Linked DNA regions of Mus musculus: regions 1, 2, 4, 5 and 6 are each linked to region 3. A link is a contact called in public promoter capture Hi-C data. All regions are on one chromosome and are shown on one strand. The core of a region is the stretch at or near the end of the contact, and the rest is flanking DNA. Distances in the headings are between cores, read along the strand shown.

Region 1 (4,908 bases), core at 2,369-4,868, 1.7 Mb before region 3:
CCTGGCTGTCCTGGAACTCACTCTGTAGACCAGGCTGGCCTCCAACTCAGAAATCCGCCTGCCTCTGCCTCCCTCGTGCTAGGATCAAAGGTGTGCACCACCACTGCCTGGCCCATCTATCTGTAAATAGCCTCTTGACAACATTCTTCTCATTATAGAGAAGGAAAAGCCACATCTGTCATCCTTCTGTCCTGTTCATTACTTACTCCTCGCTGTTTAAGGGTCTGTCTTTGCCTCTAGAGGTTCTTGGAAAACAAATGGAATGAGAGAAAAGGTTCAGAACTGTTATGAAGCTATAAAAAAGCAGTCAATATAACCAAGGTTGTTTCCTCCAGATCTTATCTCATCCCATCTTCCTGTTCTCAATTTGCTGTCTATAGAGCACTGCTTTTTAAATGTCCAAACCATTCCTCAGTATATTCCTTCTGTAGTATCCATAATTAATTACAGAATTACAATGTTTTTAAAAGGTTTATGTTCATGTGTACTAGTATTCTGCCTGAATGTAAGTACATGCACTCTGCATTCTTGGTGTCTGTGGAGGCCAGAAGAGGGTACTAAATCCCCTAAAACTGTAGTTACAGAAGGATGTAAGCCACCATATGAGTGCTGGGAACCAAACTTAAAACGTCTGCAAGAGCAACAAGACCTTTTATCAGCAGAACCATCCTCAAACCCTTGGCTGTTTTCTTTGTTTCAAGTTACGGTTTCCAATACACAGATTTTCTAGATACTGTTTTTATCTTCTCTTTAACTACCTAGGCAACGATATTTCCTTATGATTCCACATTCTTTAAATTCCTCAGAACCACTAGGTAGTTAAACTGGGCATGGTGGTGTACATAATTAACTATATGTGTCCTTAGGGAATAGAAGTCTAAGACCAGTCTAGACTCTTGTTGAAAACTAGGGGCTAGACAAAGGTCAATAATAGATTCCTAGCACTGAGAGAGGAAAAAAAGGAAAAAGTCCCACTGGTTAATAATGGGATTGAGACTTAGCACAGTAGAAGATGGCTTCCCTTTTATGTAGAAGTACTAGGTTCATTTCCCAGAACCAGGAACACACAAACAGAAACAGAATACACAGAATATAGTTATGTTATTACCAAATTACAGAAACCTCAAAACTAGTAATGTGGTTATGTGTAAGCATTAAAATTAAAAACTCTTTAACTTAAAATGTTTTAGACTAAATCATAAGTCAACTATGGATAGAAATTAATTAAAGTAAGCTATTTTAGAATCTTCTGGAGAACAAAGTTCAAATTCCAGTTATACCAAAAATAAATAAATAAAAAGAAAAAAAAATCACACCAGCTTACATAAAGGTTTAACTAATAATAAAGTCAACTGTTATCTCTACCATGGTCACTGGCCGGCTATTCTGGGCCTCAGCAATGTTCATCTCTACTGTTCCTAGTTTGCACAGACAGTCTTTATTTGCAGTAGGTCCTCAGAATCCTGCCACTTAGCCAATTCCAGAATGCTTATATTAAATACTCTTCCCATTCAGTAGATGGGTAAATGGGGACTACTTGTGAAATAAAGGTGGAAAAAGATTGAAAAGCAAGAAAACATTCACCAAAACACAAAAGAAAAAATGTGAACCATATGACCCACATTTTAAAATGTATACTTCTGTGTCAGGCAAATGTCCATGGATCTTTAATTCAGAAATTTTGTGATTCTATCGGTTGCTTTTTTCCTATTCACTAAAGAGTACTGATCAATATGACTGTGTTAATAGGCTGACATAAGGAATACTTGAAAGAAGCACACTTTAATAAAACAGAAAACATACTTAGGTATCTATCATATAAGTTCCCAGTAAAATTTAAAAAGCCAGCTGTAGTGGCACATGCTTGTAATATTAGCACTCGGGAGGGTGAAGCAGGACTGTGTCTCAAGCTGGATATATAGAGCCTTTTAAAAATCCTGTAAACAGAATTCAGAAAAAATTCAAAAGCAAGCAGAAGGACAAACATCAAATGGTTTCTCTTCTAGAAAGAATCTGGAAGGAAAAGAAAAATGTGTGTGTGAACTGTTTAAAGGAAGACGACTAGGAGGTAGATGTAGAGAACAAGGCTGTGTTATGGAAGTGATTGTGAGCAAAGTATGAAAATCTCATAATGGAATCCAATATTGTGTTAATTTGAAAGGGAAATGAAGTAAAATATCTTGTGCATCATTAAAAGTAAAAAATGTATGCAAACAAATGAGAGCTCCCATCTGATGTTTCATCAAAAGCATTCATAAGCATAAAATAAACCTAACAGTATAATAGTTTTAAGTACACTACCTGAAAGGGTAACGATTCCCCTGGGTTGAGGCTGAAACCGCAAGTATTTGTTACAAAAGTCAGCAGATTCAAGAGCCAAAAATAAAACATTGCCCAAAAAGTAGCCAGCTGTTTGGCCCACAGAATTGCATGTCGAAGCATAGCCCACGTTTTCCCGGGATAACATAGTTAATGCCCAACCATCCACAGCGATGTCCTGTGTGGCAGCCAGGAATTCAAACAAGAAGAATGTCACAGTGAGAGCAACTACATCCGGTGTTCTGCCATCAATATTTCCGAGCAAACGGTCCACTTGAGTGGATAAATATATCATGAAGATTCCTAGTGTATACTGAGTAGGGACAAGCCAGGACTTGCGACGACCAAAGTTCTTAAAGTAGACGGCATCAACCAAGGGAGCCCAGAGCAACTTAAGACTGAATGGCCAGAAGACAAAACTGAAGAAAGCCTGATCTGTATAGCTAACATTTTTGCTTTGCAAAATGAGGGGGATGCTCCCCGCCAGGCCTAAGGGAATGCCCTGAAGCACGTAAAGAAAGAGTAGTAACAAAATGCTACTTAGTTCGGATCTATAGCTCCGCGGGGCTTTAGGTAAGTCACCAGGGCCGGCATCACCTAGAAGAACTTCCCGGTCCCCCTCCCCGCCCACCGAGTCTCGGCGACTGTCATCCCAGCCGCCCGGTGGCAGCGGGCCACTCTTCATATCCAGAGCGTGGCTAAACATGCCTGACCGCCGCTGCCGACTGCTGTCCTTGTGGGAGATGGTCGGTGACATATCAGAGACGACGCAGAGCCCGGTGTGTGGGGGCCTGAGGCTGGCGTTTTGATCAGTCTAGTCCCAGGTCCAAGGCAGTCTCTCTGGACCCGGGTCACGGTGGTTCAACGCCGGGAGGGCGGACGCGGAGAGACTGGTCGCTGTTTTGCAGCAGGGAGCCAGATCCCTGGCAGGTGGCCCAGGCGAAGCCTGGGTCGCTGCCCACAGGAGCGACTTCAGGGAGCCGGCAAGAGCTCCCCGTGCAGCCGCACCCGGCTTGAGGCTGGCGGAGCGTGCCGTGGCGCTGCGACGGAGTCTGGCTCTTAACTGCAGCGGGGACTCGAACGCTCTCTTGCCCGTCCACCAGCTGACACTGCAGCGGGCACCCTCCTCAGTAGACACCAGAGGTAAAGGATAACTTCCTGCCTCGCGCTTCGGGAAGTGGTTCCCTGCCAAAATGGGTTCCGTGCCTCCCGACGGAGCCAGCGAATCAGAACAAGTTCCGGTGGCGGCGACCGCGAGCAACGTTTGCTAGGAACCATTAATTCCCTCGATTCTAACCCCGAGGGAGGAATAACGCCAGCGTACCGAGCGTCCAGGACGGAACGTCTTAACAAACCCGGTTCCGTTTGCGCATGCGCTTGCATGGAACTCGTGTGCCTCGGCCATTGGGCCCTCGTCGCCACGTGAGCGCGGGTTTTCTGGATTGGCCTAGGCCTTGGTGATAACATTGCACAAGGTCTGTAGGCGAGTTTGTACTTATTTAATTCAGTACATAACTTCCAGGCTTGTAGTTGGGTAATAATGCTGCTTTGTGAACCTGCAGTTACTAAGCTTTGGTGTCAGGTTGTGGGTCCTTTATGCCCGACTAAATGGAAACACTCCTACCTAATACACAGAACGAATAAGGCTGTCCATTTCCCCCAATGTCAAGGAAGAAATGTAGGGGAACGCTAGATACACAGAGTGAAGGAGGTAAATTTCAGTCTGCTGCATCTTATTTTTTTGCCAATGGAAACGTCTCGAAACCACCTTTCTCCTTTCATGTCATCCATGGTTATGCATTTTAAGTGCATAACGACGCACTTCTTCGAGTTTTGGTGAATCGTTGGAAGCTCTTAGAGCTTGAAATGTTGAGATACTAGATTTAGTATTTCAGTGATAACAAAGAAATAAGTTTTCCAAGAATTTTATTGGATTCATAATTGGCCAGTTTTTCAAATGCCATTTCAAGTGTAATAGTACATGCTTTCTTCATTAAAAACAAAAACAAACCATAAATTCCCTTGTGGATTTGCTGCCTTCCCACTTTTCTGATTTCTACAGCTTATTAACCACTTAGCTAATTTCCCATGTTCTCTTCTCATTTCTCCCTGGGTCCTTCCTTTTCCTCTCCTCCCCCTTCTCTCCAGCTCTTGTATGGTCATAGAAATGTGAGACTTTGCTTATTATTATTATTATTATTATTATTATTATTCGTCTTTCATTTTCATTGTATTGATACTGAGTCCTGGGTTACATAAGCTAGCATATGTACCCAGGCTGGTCTCAAACTTATGGCCATACTCCTGCCTTAACTTCTAGAGTCCTAGGATTCTATACATGAGCCACCACACCTAGTCTGATATACTTCAATGAAAGAACACAGTGACCATGAAGTCTTCTAATCTTTGTTAAAGAGAGGAACAGAGTTGGTTGTGGTGGTGCATGCTTGTAATCCAGACTAGTCTATAAAACGAGTTCCTGGCCATCCATGGATATATAGCAAGTCTCTGTCTCAAAAATTGGAGTGGAAAACAGTTTATAGTGTTATCTATGTGAGACCAAAAGTCTCTATTTTTTTCAACAGGATC
Region 2 (4,493 bases), core at 467-2,966, 1.7 Mb before region 3:
GGCCTAGCATTTCTAGCCTTACACCCATGGTGAATTTTGTACTTGGTAGAAAACCTTACAAATACAAAATAGCTGGTGTTTGTGTAAATGGTTGAACTTTAATATTAGTATAGTAAGTAACAATGTATGCATTTATTTGGCAAGGATTACTACTAAATGGCAGATACCAGACTGCTCTAACGTGGCGCTACAATAGCATGTCAGCAGGCCTGGCCTTGGACCTCATGCTCTCTTGCTGCAAAGCTTTTGCAAAGTTCAGCTTCCTCCAATTCTCAGCAGGATTCTTAAAAGCTGTTCCGGGCAGGGCATGGTGCTGCACACCTTTAATCCTAGCACTCGGGAGGCAGAGGCAGGCAGATTTCTGAGTTCGAGGCCAGCCTGGTCTACAAAGTGAGTCAGGACAGCCAGGGCTATACAGAGAAACTCTGTCTCAAAACAAACAAACAAAAAAGTTGTTGTTCCTTCCAAATACGTTGTCCTGGCTTTTGGCTACTCATTTTCCTAATCATCTGTCTCCCTGTTTGCCTCAGATTTTGCTTCTGCTACCTTCCCTCCCCAGAGAATCCCCTAGGCCTCATTTCTAGACCGTTTTCTGTACCTTTCTGACGTTGTTTCAAGATGTCTGTCAAGACTAGGGCTTTACCCACTCCACCAGGTTTATGCAGCTCACTCTCACTCAGCTTTACGTCCAGTTCTGATTTCCCATTGAACACTGTTGCCTCAAGCCTACAACTGTACTTTAAAGTCTAATGGGCTGTCTTCAAGATCAGTCTCCAAATTTTAATGTCCAAGGGCTCTACAGCTTTTCCCAGTAAATCATTTACTACGACTGCTCCATGACAGGAACCACCACCACCACAGGGACTTTAGCAGTCCTTTATCTGGTAGTAGACTGGCTGTCTAAGTGTCTCTTCTATGATTGAATTTCAGTGTCTTCTCTTGTTTCACTTAAAAAGAAAACACGAGAGGCAGGCGGATTTCTTTCTGAGTTCGAGACCAGACTGGTCTACAAAGTGAGTTCCAGGACAGCCAGGGCTATACAGAGAAACCCTGTCTCAAAAAACCAAAAAAACAAACAAACAAACAAAAAAAAAAAAAAACCAAAAAAAAAAAAAAAACAACCCCAAAACCCAAAACCAAAACAACTGGGGATACAGTTCAGTGGTAAGCACTACAATGCTTACCAAAGTTCGAACCCCAGCCCTGGAAAAACCCATCCTGGCTCTGCTCTGTTAAGGCCTCTCGGGCTTCTCTGCTCTTCCTGGGTATCCAGCCCGCCATACTGAATGAGGAGCTACTCTTGGGCCAGCCCTGTGGTGTCCCCAGCCCTGCGCCAGCCTCCAGGCCTGACCACCGCCGCCGCCAGGAGGGCAAATGAGGCGATGTCGCCTCCCTGGCCATTTCCCCTGTGGCCCGGCTGTCTTTCCGCCCCTGCGGGTCCTCTTCCAGGCCTGCCGCGATCACTCCGCTCAGGCTAGCCCACCCCGCCGGGCTGTGGCACCTGGACAAGGCGCAGATGGTTGTCTGCCCATTGCGACACCCGTGTCACCACGTTGGCCTCCCCTCGGTCGCGGTCCGGCGCCTGCGACCCGAGGCTCGCGGGCGGCCGCGCCATGTTCCGGCGTCCAGCAAGCCTTGCGGGCGCCCCCTGGTGGGCGGTAGGGGTCGCTGCGCTGCACGGCTCCGGGGTCCCCGCCCATTCTGGGCGTTTGCACTCTTGTCTCTGCGTGTCCTTGGTGGTACCAAGCCAGCCAGGACAGCAGAACAACACAAAAATGCCGTGAAAAGATAAGACATCTGTGTAAATATGCACAGTCTCTTATTCTTGCTACTTTTTCTATAAGCTTGTATTTTTATTATTTTGTTGTTTTTTACATTTTTGAGACAGGTTTCTCTGTGTAGCCCTGGCTATCCTGTAACTAGCTCCGCAGACCAGGCTAGTTCTAACTCAGAAATCCACTTGCCATATTTTATGGTGCTGGAGAGCACACCCAGAAACACATATGGCATCAACCTTTGTTTCTTTAGAAACAGGGTTTATGTTTCTAAAGGCTGGCCTCAGCGTCCTAATCTTTAGCTTCCCCCATACAGAGGCTTCTGCTGTGTTTCCGTGTGCCTGGCTTTCTAAATATTTTTAATGCCAAGAATAATAAAGGAAAGAGAGATGGAGATATACTTATTTGTTAAGCTGAAATGTGCATTGTGTAATAAATTTAACTTTGGCCCAAAGAGAGATCTGGCCTTTCCCATTGTGCCTGGCAATTCTAAAATATCTTACCTGATAAAATTATGTTTTACTCTGAGGCTTTTGAGCCTGTAAGAAAATCTAACAACCCACTTGTGGTGGTCCTCAGCTTGACCTCCAGAGGGGCTAACGACCGACCTGTTGGTGCATGGTAAAAACTCTGCACACAGGTGCTGGGAAGCATCACTGGCTGCATTGTTCCATGCTTTCTCACACCTGGTTGCTGAAAGGAATCAGTGTTGCTCAGGACTCCACAAGTGAACATGTTTTTAAAACCAAATACCCCACCTGAGGGTGCCCTTTGTCGCTCCCAAACTCTACAGTTAGTACTAGAAGCATTAGACGTCTTGGGACTATTGTTTAACTCTGTTTGGTTCATTATATTTAAAATGTTACAGGAGAACTTTCCTAACACTTGAGGCCCTGGGCTAGATCTCTATCTAGCATTGCAAAAATATAAAACAAAAAATGAAAATTCAAAAAAAAAACTTACCTTACAGAAATCAAATATATAACAGTGTGAATTAGTGTTTCCACACCCCATAGTTTTATGACTGACAGTAGCATATCACACTCACTTGTGAGGCCTTTGTTATTACTTGCTTATATGATGTGCACACACAGGTACCTATGTCAAAAGCACCAGAGAGGAAAAGAAGACATTACTCCTCTATCTCTATAGCTTTGTAAATGGACAATAGGAAAATAGTCCCTTAAAGATGTGAAGTATCTAGTTGTACTTTCATATCTACAGGACTAAGTCATCATGGGTATATCCCTCTTGAGTTCCAAGAACTGCTTGGAAAAGTTAGAAAACCAAGCTGACTAATCTCATCTCAAAACTACTGCAGTGAGCTCCGATCTTAGCTTTAATTTCCTGCGGAACCCCTGTAGTCTGTCTGTATCCCAGGCCTCGTCTTTTCAGCACTTTGTGCTAGCCTCACTCCTCTCCTCCCTTGGTCGATCTTTCTCAGGACCTCTCGCTGCCTTTGCAGGCTTCTCCCACCACTCACCCATACTTACCCTTTCCTTTACTTTCAATTTACTGACATCAAAACGCAGAATCTGATTTTTAAAAATACTTGTAAAATTTTAAACCACAGTCTCTGTGTGGACGTGTGCAGACACATGTGGAGGCCAGAGATTCCACCGGAGCTGCAGAAGCCACCTGATAGGGGATGTGGTTGAGGATTCTGCTGAAGCTACAGGTAGCCAACTGATATGGGTCCTAGGAACTGATTTCAGGCACTCTACAAGTGAAGCGTGTGTTTTTTAACCACTTCACTTCCCCCAGTTTTGCTCTCTTCCTTATTGGGGTGTGGAAATTGCCACACAAACTATACATACACTGATTTTAGTTAAGTAAAAGGAATTTATTGAACATGTACCATACATAATATTGGATCACAAGAAGGAAAAAACTAATTGTGGCACTAGTCTGTCCTCAGAGCAGGTTTTTTTTAATGCATTTTTATTAGATATTTTCTTTACTTACATTTTAAATGTTATCCCTTTCCCTAGTTTCCCCTCCGAAAACCCCCTATCCCTTCCCCTCCCCACCTCCTGTTCCTCACCCACCCACTTCTGCTTCCTGGTCCTGGCATTCCCTTATACTGGGACATAGAACCTTCACAAGACAAAGGGCCTCTCCTCTCAGGGCAGGCTTTTTATATGAGGAACCAGGTTCAAAACTTTAAAGGGCAAGGAGGAGAGCAGTTGGCTCACTAGGCAAAGTATTATCAGCTAACCTTTAAGCTGATTGGTCCTGAGTAAGGTAAGGGTGGTGGTGGATGAGCGGTAAACAAGGGAATTTCAGAACATTGAGCTAACAGAGCATGAGTATTATAATCATAACCTTTTGCCTTATTAGTAGCATTCTTCAGTGTCAGCCACAAAAAACCAGTAAGCTCAGTCTAGGAAGGGCTGCTGGTGGTCAGCTCTGGCTCAAGATATTATAGAGATAACAGTTCATGTTGACTTTTGATTTGATGAGTCCTACATACAGCTTTGTGGAATTTCTTAAGATGAGCAAACCTCATACAGAACATTCAGAACATACAGAACAAAACAGAGAATGTGATCTGCATGTCCTTGTGCCAAGTCACCTCCCTGTGCCAATGACTGGAAGGCATTTTACAGCAACAATATGGAGAAGCTGGCAGGCATGGCACAAGATGGCTGCAGCTATCCTAGGAGAGGATCAGACCATAACATTCTTTCCATTAACATTTTATTAAATGTTCCCACA
Region 3 (4,495 bases), core at 670-3,169:
CCTGTCTCGAAAACAAAAACAAAAACAAAAACAACCCTTTTTCTTCAGTACTCAAAAGTTGACCTGTGCTAATCTGCTAACCTTTTTTGAAAGTGTATGTATACACACACACACACACACACACACACACACTCACTCACACGTTTCATTTTAGAGGATTTAAAGATTTGCTTTTATATTGCTTTTATATTAATTACAGCATATAACTCTCTCCACTCTCCTTCAAATTCATGGCCTCTCTTTTCTCTATTCTTCTCTCATACATCCTGACTGCAACCTCCCCTCCCTCCATCCTTCCTAGCCCCTTTCTAGCCCCTGGCCTCAACCTCCCCTCTCCCCCAGACTTACTGCCCCTCTATTTCTCTTCAGGAAGGAGCAGGCCTCCCAGTGATATCCACCAAACAGGGCATAACGAGATGCAATTAGATTAGGCACAAACTGTCTTTCTTTTACCCAATTGTTCTTGGATTCAAACATGCATTTGCATATACACATATATTTCCAAATACAACCTGTAGAGGCCACATACTGTTTCTTGTATGCATGTTTTCAAGGGCTGACCATTTGGCATAGGCCAATTGGAAATACACTTCTTATTTCTGTTCTTTCCGGAAGCTATCCTTTCTTTTTAAATTCTTACTGGGTCTACCACTACCTAAACTGGACTTTATATAATAATGAAAACTTTCTGTAGGAGTGCCACATGTGGCACTCCTACAGAAAGTTAGGCTTGTGGCTAATTAGCAATGGGATTTAGGATTGAGAGGGCATTTACAGTGGTAAGGAAAATGGACTCAAGGTGATGTGTAACGAAGAGGCATAGATGAAAGTGAATTATAGCATTTCCATGGGATTTCATCCCATTTTCAGAGGATTGCCTTCCTTTTTAGATACAAGTGCTCGGTAATTATTGTCCAAACTGTAGTTATGTGCCCTATAACAATACTTTTGGTATAAAATTCCTAATATCTAGTGATGTTAGTTACCGAGACATTTTGTGTAGTGTTCGTGGTGATGCTGTCAGAAGCCCTCTGTTTCTAGCCCTCTTGTATATATTCAATGATATACAGTACATAATACTAGTTACTCAATAGTAAGTAACTGTTGTTAGTTTCTGCATAATCTATATCTTTCATGACTTAGGGGAGTATTCACTATTTTCATGCGGTTATTTTCATACTAGTGATCAACCAGCAGCTCCAATAGATCTGGCACTATTTCAAATCACCTGTTCACCTTCCTCTCTCCAATGCCTTTTCTTTCTATTCATGCAAACTATTCTTTAACAGCAATTATTGTTCTTTTCTGCTAGGAAACCGTGTTTTCTTTAGTTACTGGAGGATCAGAACTTTGGACCTCAGATGCTCCTGGAAAAGGAGCAGACTACGAAGACACTAATCATACCAGTGGCCTGTGTTAGTCACCAAGCATCATCTCATCCTGCTTGCTTGTTGCGTAGTAGGTCATCAGTATTTGTTTTATGAATAAAGTATGAATAAAGGGAAGTCGTCAGTGTGTAAAAACAAGAGGCCTTCCATTACTTGAGTGTGCAGTAGCACGTCTCAGTAATACTTCATGAACTAAACCCGTCATCTTGACTTCTTTGGACCAGAATGAAATTCTAAGCAAGCCTTCCCCAGTCAATTCCACTTAAAAGCTTCTTTTCCTTCCGTTCGACAACAATGATTGCCCCTGCAGATGAGGCACATGGCCACCCACTTCCCGCCTCTTCATCAGCCTCGGCTGCCCGTCGTCCCCGCGGGTTCCAGAGCCCCATCCCCGTCCGTCACAGAACCGCGCGTAAATCCGCCCTCTCCTTCGACCCCCGCCACCCGCTCCAGCTTCCGCCTAGCTCGCTTTTGGGACAAATGATGCAAAAGAAGCTCCGCTTCCGCGTCGGCGGGGGCTGTGACGTCACCGCGCCTTGACGTCAGGCCAACGTGCAGCGCGGTCGCCCGGGAGACCAGGGAAGCCGTTTTACACCCTGCGGAGTCCCGGGCTAGGTGAGGGTCATGGCCTTCCTCAGTCCTCAGAGGACCCGGTCGGCGGGGACACAGTTCCGGCGCAGAGACTGGCGGCGCGGGACTGCGGGGCGGCGGGGGTCGGGAGGAGGAAGGCGGGAAGGTGGGGCGGCCTCTCGGCGCCCCAGGCGAGGCCTGGGCCAGCGCAGTCCGGTCGGGCGGTTAGTTTCCTGCAGTGACCTCCTGCTCTCTTGCCCCCGACCTGCCCTTCGGTGAATCACGCCCCCGGAATGGTACTTGAGGAAGGGCCTGGAAGCAGAACCTGAGTTAATGACCGGGCGTGACACCGGTGTAAGAATCGGAAATGAACCACCAAGGGCATTTCTGCGTTTAAGAACACGCACGTCTATCTCGTGACCAGTGTCACAGAGAAGGTTCTCAAACGCACGTAGCAGCGGCCACGTACCTCTGTACTTTTGCCAAGGACAGTTTCCACATATATAATGGGAAAGACCAAAAGGAACTTGTTTGGTTAAAATACTGAATGGGTAACTTAAAAATCACGTTTTCTTCTGCTAAAGAGCAAACAGCCCTACACTTCTTGAAAAGCGGAATTATATGTGGATTCTACTATTCTTTTCACGAGTAGTCACATCTTTATAAAGACCCAATGGACTTTTCTAATCGGCTTACAAGCTGTTTCTTAAAATATAGGCAATAACAAAAATAAACGTTAAAGAAAGTAGTACCCTTCTAGTCACCTTGGGAATTTTAGGTGCCCACCTCTTAGTTGTAATCATCAGCATGCATTGCTTAGCAGAAAAGCACCTAGTTATTACAGTCTGCACTCACAGTTTACATGGGTTTACAATAAAGTGTCTTTATATGAGGACAAGTTACACATGTTCTTGGGACGAATCCAATGAATGTATCTTGCCTGTAATCTTGTTACTATGTCTTGTGCGATGTGCATTGACATCAGTTTCTCCTCCACTTCGTTTTAGAGGTCTTTCAAATTTACCAGGGTGCTATTTTTAAATTTTTCTTTCATAGCCAGAAGCCTGCCACTTCTGGTGACATAGTAATATGTTAAGAGTAGTCACAGCGAAGGCATTAAATAATAAACATCCCACTGGTACCTTGAATTTATACGTTATTTAGGTCCATGCTTGCTAATACTTTTGTGGATGGCACTTTAAGAGGAGATATAGTTGGCTGTATAAGGGAAAAATATTCCTGTGGAGCCCAAGATACTATCATTTCCATTCACCAATGATGGCTTAACTGAAGATAATGCCTTCTGGTTTCTTGCCATGTGACTATGACAGTATATGATTATGTACTTGGTCACTTGGACCCATGTCCACATAATTACCATTACTCCCGTGGTTGGCCTCAGTTAATATTACCAAGCACACACGTGGGAAGACAGCTCACTAGTTTTGTTTGTTTTAAATAGTAGCTTATTGAAATGAGGGATATTTTGGGCTAACACAGGGTTGAGGAATCTCTCCTCCACTGATGGTTGCATAGTTTACAAAAATAACACCAGCATTATTTTTTCCTTCACTCTCTTGCCCCTAATTTAACTCAATCTTAGGAAGCCTTTGCTGATTTCCCATCCCCCACCCAAAAGATAGGTCATTATCCTCTCTTGACTCTCACATTGCCTGTGTTCTGCAGACACGGGCCTTAGACCATCTTTTCTGCTGTGGAATCTGTGTTTCTTTCACTTGAATCTGTTCCACTCAACCATTCTGGCCTTGACATCTTCTACCTCTCTCTCTCTCTCTCTCTGACATTTGGTTAGTACAAATCCATGTGTGTATTCATGTTCATAGGCACACCTGTGTATGCATGTTTTTGTATGTGTGGAGGCTGGAGTTTGATGCCCAGTGTCTTCATCACTCTCTACCTTACAGGACCTCTCACCTGAGTTCTGAACTGGTCAGCCAGCTCAGTGAGCCCAGTCGCCCAGCTTGCTTCTAGGATCCCTGTCTCTGCCCGCCAAAGCTGCTATTTCTACATTTATGGGTACTGGCATTACAGTGCGTGGGCTTTAATCAGTAAGCCGTTCTTAGTTCCCTTTACTCTTTCCGTGGACAGAGAGGCAGACTCTTCATCAAGAGTGGATTGGGTATTCTTTGTCCAATTTGGAAAAACTCTGAAGAAAGAAAATAATGTCTCTGTTGTCTGTGGTTTCATGAAAGTAATAAAAAAAAGTTTTATATTGAATTGTTGGTATTAGCAAATGAAAATCTGTTAAAAGTAAAATCTAGATAAATTTATGTGGATCTCCATCTCTGTTACAGTTGCTATGTTGTCTCTGATGCTTTGGTGGCTCTTCGGCTCAGCGCCTGGATTTCATAACTTAGTAACTCTATTTTTTGTACTCTATAATTTAAGCAAGCCTCGATGGCACAAGCATTTTTTTTTTCTTATCCTGCTGAGCTATAATACGATATTATTTGGTCTTGATATCTATAATTTTTCAGAACAACACTGAAATAAGTCTACTTAAAATCCTACAGTTA
Region 4 (4,871 bases), core at 2,274-4,773, 1.8 Mb after region 3:
TTTAAAAAAAAACACAACCTGAGACCACCTGCCCAGGGGCTGGACCTTTCCACATCAATCATTAACCAAGAAAACAACCCCCAGAGACTTAGCTATTGGTGGATCTGACGAAGACATTGTTCTCAGTTGGGGTTCCTTCTTACTTCCTTTTGGTCAAAAGATGACAAAAGCAAACCAAACCACTGCCACCACCACCACCACCACCACCACCACCAACAACAACAACAACAACAACAACAAGCTAGCAAGCACACTCACAAAATCCAAGTTAAATGCTCCAGAAAGAATTGATGAAGTTGTCTCTTTAACTCTTGCTGTTTTGAGCGAGCCAGGATTGTGGAGGAAGGGGAAAGGGAGGCTGGAGGGTTGGGCATCCCACCCTCTGCAAGCACACACCCCGCTGGCAGGGAACCATAACTGACACTGAAATGATGTGCTATGGACATGCTTGCTTGCTAGGAAAACCCCATGGAGTTCTAGTTAAAGGACCCTCCATAAATATAAAAGGACCCATTTATACTCACTGGTTTTTATTGCCCTTCTCCCACTACACCTTGCCTGTCTGTTTGCATTGTGTCTGGTCTGGGATAAGAAATGGGTGTTTGTCAATTCCCCCAAATCAGCTGATCCCAGAATGAGTTGACTTTCTTAGGAAGTATATGCCCAGGAGACTGTGCTCAAATCCCCCAAATTTCAGTGAAAGCAATATTTCTAGTAATGGAAAAAGCACCCTGGGCCTGATCCAGGACAACCAGTACCTAAGAACTTCCACTACTGCCTGGAATCTTCCCCACACCCACTGTGGTCCTGAGGCTGTGCTGTGTGGTAGCAGGAAAGTTGAAAATTTTGATTATGAATAGGTAGTGTATGGCCAGGAGCAAGGTGACATCAGGCAGGCAGGGATAGCAGAGAACACAGGCAGCTGTAAAGTCTCCTCTGCAATTAGGAACTGAGACCAGGTCCTTGCTCTTTCTTACACCATAATCTGCAGTGATGGCTGCATCTGACCACCAGAGGGCAACAGTGTTTCTAGAATGAGGACTCTGAAGCACTAAAAAGAGAATCGAGGGAATCTTAGAGCTGGAGTCATTTGGGTGCCTGGCTTTCATGCTTTGTTTGTTTTGTTTTGTTTTGTTTTAAGACGAAATATACAGCAAGAACTGCGTCCCTCATCACGACCGAGTTTATGCACATGTTTCTGAAACACGACTCTCTGCTTTTATCATGTGAATACATAGTCTATAGCCCACATTATTTCATTACATAGAACTAAGAATATAGCTCAGTGGTAGGACAGGTGCCTGGGGTATAGACACAATACACACACACACACACACACACACACACACACACACACACACACACACACACACACCAAAACAAAACAAAACAAAAAAAGGAAACAGCAGCACCTGCTTCAGATTCCAGGAAGCCAGTCCTGGTTTCTCCATTCTCACAGAGCCTTGCAGGCCCTTGCCAGATGTCTATCACTTCAACACTGGCCTGCTTGATCGTCTTTAAGGGTGGAGTTTTAGTAACCTTTGAAGGAAAACAATTTCACTGGATTTGTGGAAGAACTTGATTCCTGGCACACTGGCCTCTTTTCCTTGGCTCCTGCAGTCACATAAGTGTTAAATTATCAGCGAGGTTAAGGGGAAATGTAACATTGTTTCTCATAGCCTTGAGTTCCAAGTTTATCTGTGTTCACGCGCATACACCACCATTTGGGATGAGCTAGGGTCACCTTGAAGTGACCACTACAGATGCTGAACAGCACCCAAGCTCCTGCTGACACGAAAGGAGTGAGCTCTCCTTCAGATGTTGAGAGCTAGCTGCTTTTGTAAGGATGCCAAGGGGTAGCTGAAAAAGCCCAGAAATGCTAGGTATTTTAGGAGTTTAAAAAAAAATGACATTTATTATGTGTGTGCATGCATGCTGTAGCAGGCACGTGGAAGTCAAAGGACAACTTGGGGGAGTCAGGTCTCTTCATCCACCTCCTGGTCAGAGGATCAAACTCACAAGCTTGCCAGCAGGCACCTTTACCCAACGACTGTCTCACTAGTTCTATTTTATGATTTTTTTAAAAATCATATTGGATTGAAAGAAAATAATCCCTGGTATTTGAAAATTGGTGAACTTTGTCCGTCTGGGTTTGTTTGTTTGTTTGTCTGTTTGTTTTAATAGAGAATTCTCCCCCCCCCCACCCCCCAATAACGAGGGAGGTTGTCATCAGGGCTCCTCTTTCCTCAAAGAAGAGGACAAGATCTTAAGTTGTGACTTCATTTCTCCGGTGAACTAGTAAAGGCTGGATGGAGCCTGGAGTAGAGACTGTCCCTGAGACAGTAAAGATTGTTTTGCTGTTGCTGTTTATTTAACACTCACAGTAGTTTGCCTTTTTCTAGAAATAAGGAAATAAGGCTGAGAGTTACGAAGGTGATTCACATCATCTGATGCTACACGGAGGATGGTCTTTATCATCACACCAATTTAAATCTTATGCTCCACTCTACAGAAGATGCAAGGCTGCGGATCTGTGGCTTTGTGGAACACCCCGGGAGCCTCATTGCCTCGGGATTCCGCAGTTGTGTAACTTTAAAAATCTGTTTAATGAAGAGAGCAACACATCTACAGCCACTGTCCGGAAATCAGCAAGCGATCTAGGAGCTGAAAAGTTTCGATCGCCCTTTCAGTTATGCAGAAGACGGCGGCCCTGTCACTCCCTAGTTAGATTAAGAAGATACCAGAACTGAATGGTCCCTGGTCAGACCCCTGAGTAACCTTTACCACTTTATCCCGAAGCCTTGCACTGGTGGCCTGCCATGAACAACGAAACTCTAGAAACGTGTCTGCGATGTAGAGAGCTGGCTTAGCTTTTGTACACACACACCTCCCCTACTTTGGTAGGAGCCATAGAGTCTAAGCCATGAGTAGACTGGGTACACAGTGCGCATGCCAACACCCACACTGGGTACCCCGACCAGGGGCTGTTATTCATGGGACCTTTTTTCTTAGGTTCTCAAACACGCTAAGTATTTCTGGCCTCAGAAATACCGGAAAGGCAGAGGCAGCGTTGGAGGGCTCCGCGCCTCTCGCGCGACACAAGCTCAGGCTGGGAACGCTGCGGTCCCCGAGCGTGTCCCGCCGCGTCGCGGCTCACTCACCCACGCGCGGCCCTCCTGCACGGTGGCCAGCACCCGTAGCGCGCTGGGCGAGCCCGCGCGGAAGTTGAAGAAGTGCAGCGCAGCGCGCGCCGCCAGCTGCAGGATCCCGCGTGGCAGCCCCACGGCCGCGGGCTGCCGGGGGACTTCGGTGTATTCCAGGTCCGCGGGCTCAGTGACAGCAGCGGCCAGTGCGAGGCTCGGCAGCAGCCAGAGGCTCAGCAACAGCGCTGGCATCGGGGGTTGACGGGGCTGCATGGACACGGGCGGCAGGGGCCCACGGGGCTGCGTGGATGGGGAAAGCTGGCGCTGAGCTCCCTGGACCCGGTTCGCAGTGCTCACGGAAATAGGCCACGGCGGCCACTCCCCTCCGCCCCCGGGTCGCCGCCCTTCCTCGCCTCCCTGTCCAAGCAGAAGGACCAGAAGGCGCCTCCGGGAGAGCGGGTCATGTCCCATGTCCCCATGACGCGGTGAGAGGGGACATGGGACAGTGGGGCGCCTCCTTGAGGGCACACTCCGACTCCAACTCTGGGAACTTAGCTTGTCGCCTGCGGCTGCTGCAATTTCACAACCCTCAGGTCTTAGAACCCACTCCAAAGGTTAGTTGAGGTGAAAGAGGAGACGGGTGGTGACAGGGACCAGTGGCCTTGGCCTTGATGGGGAATTTGAGAAGAGGCAGCTGGAAACAGGGAAAGTGTGCAGAGGGCGGGAGCAGGTAGTGAGCACCTGCAGGCCAGGTAGGGAGGAGGGGCGGTGGGCGACCGGACAGAGGTTTTGAGAATCAAGTAAATTAATTAATACTGGAGAGGGGCCTTGGGTTGAAGCCAGATTCCAGTGGCGTGAGGTGTGGAATCAACGCGTCACTGAAGGCAAGAGGTGGCTACTATTTTCTAAACCACAGGTAAGAGAAAGCCCTTTAGGGACCTGTGAGGTGGCTCAGTGAGTAAAGGTGCTAGCCACCAAGCCCGATGACTGGAGTCTTGCCAGGACCAATGTAGTGAACAGAGAGAACATACTCAAGCAAGTTGTCCTACGACCACCACCCACCCACCTACCTACGTACAACATAACAAATTAAATAATAAATGAAATGAAATGTAAGAGAGACAGAACAACCGGAGATACCCAGGGGTCTAGCCCACCTCATCAGCAGCAGTCGCTATCCTGAAGGACCAAAGAATGATTGAGACCCATTTGTTAACTACTGCTTGTGAAGCTGGGAGACACCTGTGGAACAAAGGGAGCAGTTGGCTGGGTATCTTTCCTGCCATCCCAGCCTGCAGCCTACTGCCTGCCATCTGCCTTAGACTCCAGTGCTCAAAGACGGGATTCTGGAAGGAGCCATCCTATGATCACCAAGCCATAGGCCTGTGGACAAAGAGAAACTGTCTAAACGATACTCCCCCCTGTTGCCCATCTGTGGACTGTCTTTCCTTCTGCAGATTTACGAAACACCTGGGTCATGGGGAGATGAGGATGAGCAACCAGATAAACATCTGGAGCACACCTACAGTCGATGAGCCAAGGGAACGTGTCCTGTGCTGTTTGCAATAGCATGCTCTGCAGAAAATTGAGGAGGGAGCCAGAAGCCTTAAGATGGTGACTTAACCCAGGTCAGGGCTGGCAGTCATATCAAGAGGGGACAGCAGAATCATTGGGGTAGGTGGAGTATTTCAAAAAGGCCCACATATCCTTTGTTTCCATTTTCTTTCC
Region 5 (4,484 bases), core at 52-2,551, 1.8 Mb after region 3:
CTTTTTCTGTGTGGTAGGATGGGGAAGGAGGGCACATAGGGTTTTGTAGCTGGGGGGTGTGTGGGGGGGGGGTGTGTCGGGGGGTGATGAGCACGGGTTCCAGCCTAACAACACTAAAGTAAGGAGATCATTTTCTGCGGAGAGGGAATATGGTCTGGCTTGAGAAGATCCTTTTAGTCAGTGTGTGAGTTTACTGAAAAAAAAAAAAAAAAACCGGGAAAGACAAAAGCCGTGAAATCAACCCGGTTCTCATCACAGTAACCCCAGGAAGAAATAGCCCTGTGGAGAGGTGGAAGGAAATGGGAGGTTCGCATATGCTGAGAGGCTTAGATTACAGGAGCCAGCAAGTGACTGCCATCTTTGGCTAGGTCAACTGGATGGACGGAGATTCTTTTGCTAAGATGGAGACTGTATGAGGAGGTTTGGGGAAGACTAGAAGCTCTGTTTTAGATATGTCAACGTTTTTGAGGCCTTTAAGAAGCCCAGACAGAAGCGCCACGGGTGCAGTTTTGAAGATGCATAGCTAGTATTACTGATGAACAATAAAGAAGGTTTTGAAAAATTTTATTTGTAATCCAACATATATCTACTCTCATTTCCCCAGAGTCTCTTTGAAGTATTTGTTTTTAAGATTTACTTATTATGTATACAGCTTTCTGCCTGCATGTATACCTTGCAGGCCAGAAGAGGGCACCAGATCTCATTACAGATGGTTGTGAGCCACCATGCGTTTGCTGGGAATTGAACTCAGGACCTCAGGAAGAGCAGACCTCTTAACCTCTGAGCCGTATCTCCAGCCCCTCCCCCAGATTCTCTGATGCTGTAGTAATGAATACATTTTTGTGTACTCCTTCCATTTAAATTGTTATAAACGTTTTCCCATTGTCATGCAGGTAAAACAACTATGTTTAAAATCTGCAGCTTTTGTTTTGTTTTGTTGAAACAGGTTCTCACTGTCTAGTCCTGTCTGGCCCAGAATTCTTTGCTGACCAGGCTATCTTGGAACTCATTAGAGATCCGCCTAGTTCTGCCTCTGAAGTGTTCTTATTAGACATGTGTGACGCCATACCCGGCACGTTTTTGTTTTTTTTATACAGAGATGGTTTTTTAATTTTTATTTTTTTCCTTTAAAGACAAAGGGACCAGAGTACCTGCCTCCGTAGTAATGACACCTCCCTGTGACAATCCTCTGCATAAACTACGCTTTCTCCTCCTGACCAGGAGAGGGCGCGCGCCACGTCGAGCTCAGACAGAGGTGCCTCTCCCTTGTCTTCCTCTGGCCGTCCTCCTGACCTTCCTCCCGGAAGTGCTCCTGCGGCTCCGGTTGCCGGCGTGACTTTGAGCTCTTCCCGCTCTGCTGCCGGCGCTGAGCACAACCGATCACCTCAGAGCAGGAGCCTTGGAAGTGGCTGTTCCAGGCTTGCCATGCGGCTGCTGCGGGTCGCCGCAGCCCTGGGGCGTGGACCGTTCCCTCGGGTCCCTGCAGTCCTGGGCTGGCAGGGGAAGCAGGTACTGGTGCCAGAGAACCTTCCAGAGCAGGGCAGGTTGGCGACACCTTTCCTTACCTGGGGTCTTGAGCAGCGATTTCCCGAGCCCCGTAAGCCCTTGGGTATCCGCATGCCAGCTCGGCCTTGCGACCCGCAGCTCTGCGCCGGGGTCCCTCCCTTCCTGATGATCTACCTTAAAGAGAAGTGCCCCGAGTGAAGGTCAGATGAAAGTTAGTGTCCCCGGGGCTCGAATCCCGGATTTCGGACTCGTTATCCAGTGGTCCTCTTACTACTGGGTGTGGTTGGATGCTCTCTGAACGTGTGGGTTCTATTCAACATCCCGGTACTCTTCTCTGGCCAAGTTTCCCAGTCAGGTGTATAGATTAAACTTTGTAAGTCTTTGGAGTGAGGTACTCAGAGCAGGGAAGCCGTTGGTAGATGTGACCTCTTACCTGTCATGGATACCTCGTTTGCTTTGCTACCAAGTGTTCCTGTGGTTTAACCATCCAAGCGCTTGTCAGCTGTCTTCTTTGACATGTGCCCAGTTTCCCTCTACCCAGAAGTGTTTGCCAAGCGTTTGGGTGTGCAGTTTTGTTTTGATTCAACAAATACATCCCCCTCCACCCCCCACTGTAAAGCTGACAGGAACACCACCACCCCAAAAGGCACTTCCTTGTTTTCGTTCAGATGAAATTGGAAACCTTTTTGGAGTTGTCTTGTGGCTGTTAGTTGGGTAGACCCATATGCCCCTTGCTAGCTGTGAATTACAGGACGGGAGAAGACAGAGAACCTAAGGTACAATTCAATCTAAAACTTGTATCTCTTGTTAAAGTGGCCATTGAGAGGTATAGCTCTGACTATTATGGTAGTGTGTATTTAAAAGTTAGCAGTGTGGATCAGCCAGCCATAAGGGTAGTTGTCAAGTGTGACAGCCTGAGTGTCAGTCTTGGGACCCACACAGTGGAGGGGTGAAAACGTAGCCCATGACTGCTCTTCCAGAGGAAGAGTTGAATGCCCAAAACTCACATCTTTGTTCGGAACCATCCATAACTCCAGCTCTAGGCGATGTGACCTTTCCAGCACCAGGCGTGCACGTGGTGCAGAGATATATATGCAAGCAAAACACATATACACGAACCTTTAAAAGTCTCAAGTTTAAAACTAACATTTAGAAGCAGTAGTTGTGCTTCTTTTATGAGTATTATTCAGAATTAAATCCAGGGCTCCTTAGATAATACGGAGGTTGAGAACCTTGCTTTGAGGATGAGAAAACAAGTCCGTAGTTCAGGTTTTAACTGTGATCTCGTATAATAGGTGTGCTAAACTGAGCTTTTAAAACTGTTTCTCAGGCTGATTGGAAGACCCGCCGATGGTGTTCGTCAGGGCCAGTTCCCAATGAAAAAATACGGAACATTGGGATCTCAGCTCACATTGATTCTGGGAAGACGACGCTAACAGAACGGGTGCTATACTACACTGGCAGGATTGCCACGATGCACGAGGTGTGTGCTTAGCGGTTGATTCCAGAGCGATTCAGAAATCGATTTTAATTCTACTGTTGTTATAGTTTCATAAGTTTCAGAAAACCTTGTTTTAGGATGAAAACTGGTCGGGTGCAGGGCAGTGGTTCTCTACTTTCCTAATGCTGCGAGCATTTAGCATAGCCTCATGTTGTGGTGACCACCAACCATAAAATTATATTTGTTGCTACTTCATAACTGAATGGTAATATACATATCTGTGTTTTCCAATGTTCTTGGGCAACCCTTATGAAAGGGTCGTTCCACCTCAGAGGGGTTGCAACCCACAGGATGGGAACCACTGCCACAGAGGCTCCTTAGCCAAAGTCAGATGGACAAAGAGGAGAGGTCAAGCTGGCTTGAGATGTGACTGTGTATTCACAACCCCTCTAGAAGTGAGTGATGGCTGTGAACATCCTGGGTTGATGCTGAGATGGCATGACAGACCCTTATACAGCTGTCACAACAGTCTTACGCATGTCAATGAAGGATCCATGTTTATAATGTTAAATGGAAAGTGAATCTCAAAAGGTGCTGTCCATGTCAAAACAAAACACACAGCTTTCATCTTAAAGGAAATCAGAGTTTTTATCTGGAGCCATTTTGAGTATGGCTCAGAAACACAGGTTGTCCCAAATTTAATGTTCTACCATGCAAGCAGTTTCATGATGTTCTAATTTTATAGAACAAAGAAAGTCAGAGATCAAGGCAGGTTTAAAATGCATTGGTGGGCACACCAGAGAGGCAAGGACAATGAGATGGGAAACTATTCTATAGGCCCAAGACGACATTCTTAGCTTTAGGACTGGCAGACGCTAGTGTCCTGCTAAGTTAATCGCGTCTAAGAGGTTTTAGTGTATTCTCATGAGGTGTTATTTCAGATACACGGTTGGGCAAGGCACAGCCCAGCACAGGGTAAGTAGCCCCTGAACCTGCATGATTCCAATTCTCCCCAGTAGGAAATTCTGATGGGTCCATCATACTCTGCAGATAGACTCCTTCCAGGAGGTCTGCAGTCACAGCCAGACATGGCTTCTTTTCAGGAAGTTTCATCCACAGCACTGAATACAAGTTCTACAAAAACCTACCAGAAAAGCATTGTTTAAAATGTTGGCACTCGAAGATACTGCCAAACCACTGAGTGACTTAACGCCCGCTCAGGCTGTTCTTCAGCCGAAGGGCATCCGCCAAACCATATCCTTTAGAAGCTAAACACTCCCATTTTGTGCTCACAGTCTGAGGAGAGCCGCAGAGAGGTCTGCTGCCTGAATATCATGAGTTCGTAGACTCTGAAACGCCAGCAGCCAGCAGTTCAGGGGAAGCAGATGGTGGTCCCCAAGTGCTTGTCAGCTGCCAACAAGGAAGAACTGAGTATGGGAGCCGAGACAGGAAACAAGAGTTTTATGAAATGATACGGTTATAGGATTAGGCTCATCTCACACTTGCATACGTTAGCTTTGATTTCTGGTTCTGTTTC
Region 6 (4,354 bases), core at 467-2,966, 1.3 Mb after region 3:
ACATTGAGCATCGGTCTGCTATCTGTAACACTGTAATTCCGGAGAATAATCACAGAATTTTACTCTTTTGTGAAACTGTTTAAAAAAGATCATTTAGTAATGGGATCCACTAAGTTGACATGGTGTTTCAGTAGCTTTCAACCTCTATGACGAAATACATATTCGTAAACACCTCCCAAATAGCCCCTGCTAGAAGCCTGGTAAGAGATCAGGAGACCCCCAGACGCTTCTTCATCCTTTTAACCACAGGACTTAAATACAAACGCTTATGCCATCTTCTGTACTAGAAGGATGACCACTTTAAAGGTAACCAGAGAAAGATCAGGCATGACTATCCTGTAATTTGAACCAATAGATTTCTCTATTATTTCATCTTCTTGACTCATTCTAACTATAGGGGTGGTAGATGAAGCAATGATAAATCTCCAGTGTCTGACTCCCATTTGTGTAAAGGAAGTTTAATTTAAAATTTTTATTAGCATATAATTGTATGGTTTTCTTTATGAACTTTTCACATATGGAAACATACACCTCTTCTGTTAGCCTCTTATATCCCCCCCCCCATTCCCTTCCTCGCCATCCCCAATAGTCCCTCTTTTAGGAAGTTTCAGTTTTAAGAAATTAAAAGTTTGGAAATTGTATTAATAAAAGCTATGAAGTATGATGTTTCACCAAACAGCAAATATTTTCCTGAGAAAAGACATTTCAAAGCCTTTATTTTATTTTATTTTATTTTATTTTACTTTGTCAAAGTTTTGAAAGGAACATTGACTTTAAAACTCAGGAGACAGCCTATGGACAGATACAAAAATAATCAGGACCCCCCCCCCCCAAGAGTTCCCCCAGTTTTTGAATTATTTAAAACAAACATGTAGTGTTGTGGTTTTGTTTTAAAAGAGTCCCTCAAAACTGGCTAGTTAAGGTCCAGTTACTTTCCAGGAATAAACCTATACTGGAAGTGAGTTCCATCTCAAATCTCTGTGGAAATCTGAACCTTAGTATCTAGCTAACAGTAGGCCTGAATCCAAGTTAATATTTTATATATCTCCTCATTTTTGTTTCCTTATACTAAATCATGAAAGAAAAGTCATACAAGGAAAATATTGTATATTACAGAAAATGCCACGTTTCTTTAATTTCGGTAATAGAAGCTTCTTTCTTTCTTTCTTTCTTTCTTTCTTTCTTTCTTATAAATCTACCCATTTACTTTCTCTTCTAGAGGAACCTTCTCCTATCGGGCAGATTTCTTCCTCCTATCTAACAGTTTCTTTAATAGGAGAAACTAATTGCTTCCAATCCGTGAATGCCTTCACCTTCATGGCAGGAAAAAAAAAAAAAACCCACCGATTTTAATGTATTTTTTTGCAAATAAATCATTACAGTTTAATCACACACGACTCTATGCAGACACACTCCCATGATTTATTATTGTTGGGCGAATTTCCACCTCGCTCAACAGGAACTAACCAATTTTGCTCTACGCGGATGTCTTAAACATAACTTCTTACGATGTAGATGTTTGCTGATTATCTGTGACGATAACGGCGAATACTAAGGCAGTAACATCCCATAGTACCACCTTTATTGCTTTTGGAGAATAAGAAAATCCAATTATGCAAACACGCAAAACAAACATTAAACAAAAAATTGGCGGCATGACAATCCACTCGCTCGGCATTCCTAATGGTCCAGCAGCCTGCATCGACGCACTCGACAGCTCGGCTGAAGCTGCCTGGTGCTGGAACCAGGAAGGCGCTGAGCTTAAATTGAAGCAAGTTCTGAGGACGCCGGTGGCGCCGTGGTTAGAAGAGGGGGTTCCAGGTCCCCACGTCGGGAGGTGCGAACCCGAAGGTCGAGCCAGGTGATGCCGGCGTCCAGAGCTTGGGGGCGGCGCCCGCGAAGGAGGCGTAGCGAGGCCCAGCTCTGCGGGAGGCGGCGTGGGGCCTGGCGCAGTCTGTGGCCAGGAGCTCGCCGAGGGTTGGGCCTGGGCCCGCGGCGTGCGGTTTGTAGCCGTGCGCATGCGCCCCGCACCTTGCAGGGTCCCAGCCTGCTGGCTCTGGGCGAGGGGGTCGCCGGAGTGGTCGCGGGTGGCGAGCGGCCGCAGGCCCCAGGCTTGGCCTACAGTGTGGAGTTGATGTGGAGAGGTAGCCCCCAGTCCGCGGGTCCCGCGGGTCCTCGATCGCCGTTCCTCGGATTCCCAGTTGTCCTTCCTTTTTAGCCAGGTTCACTCTCACCTCCTCCAGGTAGTCGGAGCGAGGGGGAGGCTGTGGCTAAGTGTGCACGGAATCCCCACCCCTTCTCCTGTCTATCGGATGCTTGTTGGCTGGAGAGAGAATACATGGTTAGACAGACCCTTCCTGTCTTGACATATACACACATCACTTTAAACAGTCTGTGAATTTACCTTCTAGACTTTTGGTCATGTGACCAGATAGTTAACTCCTGAACTCATTCACCTTTCTCAGGAGTTACAATGGATGTTGTCTGCCCTCGATTTTAGGTTATTATTAATGTAATTTCTGAGTTGTATTTAAAATGTTTATTGAGGGGGGGGGGAAAGCTCTAGATTTGCCAGCAGCCCAGTTTTGTCCCTACTAAGTACTAGGTTGTTAAATAAATTCACACATCATGTGCTGGCATATGAAGGTATTCGAGTTGTCATCTTTGAACTTAGATGTAAAAGCTCCCAGTGAAGTAGCTACGTAGAGTTTTCAGGTTTTAAGGAGTGGAGCAGATGTGACAGGTACAACCATGTGGGGAAAGCAGCTCTCCTTTGAGAGCTTCTCCAGTCTTAGAGTTTATGAATATTCACTTTCTTTGCAGACAAAGGAGATTTCTTGCTAAGTGGTAGCACTTTATGACTGTATGTTCAATAAGAAGGCTAAAAATGTCTGAAGCTGAAAAAGACAAAGGCAGCTGGCACTTGTCTGTTAATTGGCCTCGATGACCCAGTCTCTACATATTCAGCGTGGAGAGTTGTGATGTGAATTGGTTGTCATAGGGTTGTTGTAGTGCATTTACAGATAACTTTCTTCTGGTTTCACTCCCAGAATATGGGAAGGAAGTCCTGTGATTTGTTAGTTTAAAAAGAGACACTAAATAATCTACAGAACGTTGTTGCAACAGTAGTTTTTTTTCTAATTGAAAATAATGTTATTTGTATACGATACATTCTGTTTTTTGTTCTTTGTTTTTCCAGACAGGGTTTCTCTGTATAGCCCTGGCTGTCCTGGACTCACTCTGTAGACCAGGCTGGCCTCGAACTCAGAAATCCTCCTGCCTCTGCCTCCCGAGTGCTGGGATCAAAGGCGTGTGCCACCACGCCCGGCTGTATACAATATATTCTGATGATGGTTTTCCCTCATCTCCCAAACTAACAAATAAAGAAAAAGGAAACTAAGAAAGCATGAGAAATGTGTACACACACACAAACCATAATATACAAGCAAAAGATCGGTATGGTTTACAAAAATGACCAAACAAAGCAATATGAGAAAAAAAAAAAAAAGTTTCCAAAAAGATCTCTGTGTTTGTTTTATGTTGGCCATCTACTGCAGGAGATGGAGCCTGCCCTTAAGTGTGGTTTGTGTACCCTTGGGAACTAATTGTTCCTTTTCCAGCAATTGTTGATTGGAGATGACTTCTTGTTGGGGATGGGAGCGCTTCTGGAGCACTCCAACCTCGATGCTGGTATCCTTTCTGGTTTGGACCTGTGTGGGCCCTGTACATGTGTCATAGCGTCTGAGTTCATCATATGTCAGTCTTAACAGTGGTGTTTTGACAGAATTCTTTTTCTTTTGAATTTTGCCTTGTTATATCTGAATTTTTGCCTCTGTTCTTACAATTCCTTTGGATGGTTCTCTGTTTCTGGATTCCATAGTATGTTAAATAGTGTTCACCCTAGTTTTACTTTTTGTTTTGTTTTGTTTTGTTTTTTCCAGTGTCTCTGGCAGCCCAAGGGTGATCTTGAACTTGCTGTGTAGCCTGATGAGATTGTAGGCATGTGCCACCACACTCGGCCATTTTACTTTTCTACCTTTTATTGAGGAGGGGGCATGTACCCAGGATCAAAGATTCTGTTTTCATTATTTAATGAAACACTATGCTGAAGTACTTATAAACTGCCATGTCCTCTGTGAACCTTTGTTCTCTTAAACTAATTGCCCTTCTGAAACATAATAACTGCTTGTTTTATCCTTATTAAGGATATGCCTTGGCAATTGGAAAATGCTGGTTCACTGAGTTAGATGTGTCTGTCAAATGTTGGCATCTTTTATTGTATATCAAGCATTCACTTTTATTAATATTGCCTCTGATCCTAGAAAAAAGGAAATCTGAGTACTAGGCAGATACA

The links. Promoter capture Hi-C pulls out the DNA fragments that hold promoters and counts their contacts.
Region 1: a contact with region 3 is called in a promoter capture Hi-C map of pre-B cells. The contact joins the promoter of Slc33a1 here to the promoter of Lekr1 in region 3. A contact is called at or near these places in 6 of 39 promoter capture datasets (the C10 cell line, cranial neural crest, embryonic stem cells and 2 more), 3 of 484 Hi-C or Micro-C datasets (CD4 T cells, CD8 T cells and regulatory T cells), 4 of 115 datasets of contacts at active chromatin or transcription factors (astrocytes, bone marrow-derived dendritic cells, large pre-B cells and 1 more) and 2 of 9 other capture datasets (adipose tissue and liver).
Region 2: a promoter capture Hi-C map of pre-B cells shows a contact between it and region 3. The contact joins the promoter of E130311K13Rik here to the promoter of Lekr1 in region 3. A contact is called at or near these places in 2 of 39 promoter capture datasets (liver and pre-B cells) and 1 of 115 datasets of contacts at active chromatin or transcription factors (astrocytes).
Region 4: a contact with region 3 is called in a promoter capture Hi-C map of liver, with 3 times the contacts expected there. The contact joins the promoter of Rarres1 here to the promoter of Lekr1 in region 3. A contact is called at or near these places in 2 of 39 promoter capture datasets (liver and pre-B cells).
Region 5: a contact with region 3 is called in a promoter capture Hi-C map of liver, with 3 times the contacts expected there. The contact joins the promoter of Gfm1 here to the promoter of Lekr1 in region 3. A contact is called at or near these places in 1 of 39 promoter capture datasets (liver) and 2 of 115 datasets of contacts at active chromatin or transcription factors (astrocytes and large pre-B cells).
Region 6: a contact with region 3 is called in a promoter capture Hi-C map of pre-B cells. The contact joins the promoter of Rsrc1 here to the promoter of Lekr1 in region 3. A contact is called at or near these places in 1 of 39 promoter capture datasets (pre-B cells), 4 of 484 Hi-C or Micro-C datasets (CD4 T cells, LSK cells, cerebral cortex and 1 more) and 1 of 115 datasets of contacts at active chromatin or transcription factors (astrocytes).

Annotation. Positions count from the first base shown.
Region 1 is chr3:63,961,115-63,966,022 of GRCm38.p6, forward strand. It overlaps Slc33a1 (solute carrier family 33 (acetyl-CoA transporter), member 1), which reads right to left and starts at 3,619. Exons shown (of 6, transcript NM_015728.5): 1 at 2,302-3,619. The coding sequence starts at 3,076. It also overlaps a transcript of Gmps not described here.
Region 2 is chr3:63,927,756-63,932,248 of GRCm38.p6, forward strand. E130311K13Rik (RIKEN cDNA E130311K13 gene) reads right to left here and starts at 1,717. Exons shown (of 5, transcript NM_177856.5): 1 at 1,502-1,717. The coding sequence starts at 1,615.
Region 3 is chr3:65,664,309-65,668,803 of GRCm38.p6, forward strand. Lekr1 (leucine, glutamate and lysine rich 1) reads left to right here and starts at 1,920. Exons shown (of 13, transcript NM_001166659.1): 1 at 1,920-2,003.
Region 4 is chr3:67,512,000-67,516,870 of GRCm38.p6, forward strand. Rarres1 (retinoic acid receptor responder (tazarotene induced) 1) reads right to left here and starts at 3,524. Exons shown (of 6, transcript NM_001164763.1): 1 at 3,162-3,524. The coding sequence starts at 3,416. Gm40067 (a long non-coding RNA gene) reads left to right here and starts at 3,250. Exons shown (of 3, transcript XR_001783859.2): 1 at 3,250-3,757.
Region 5 is chr3:67,428,814-67,433,297 of GRCm38.p6, forward strand. It overlaps Gfm1 (G elongation factor, mitochondrial 1), which reads left to right and starts at 1,302. Exons shown (of 18, transcript NM_138591.2): 1 at 1,302-1,509; 2 at 2,837-2,989. The coding sequence starts at 1,426.
Region 6 is chr3:66,983,946-66,988,299 of GRCm38.p6, forward strand. Rsrc1 (arginine/serine-rich coiled-coil 1) reads left to right here and starts at 1,717. Exons shown (of 10, transcript NM_025822.4): 1 at 1,717-1,861.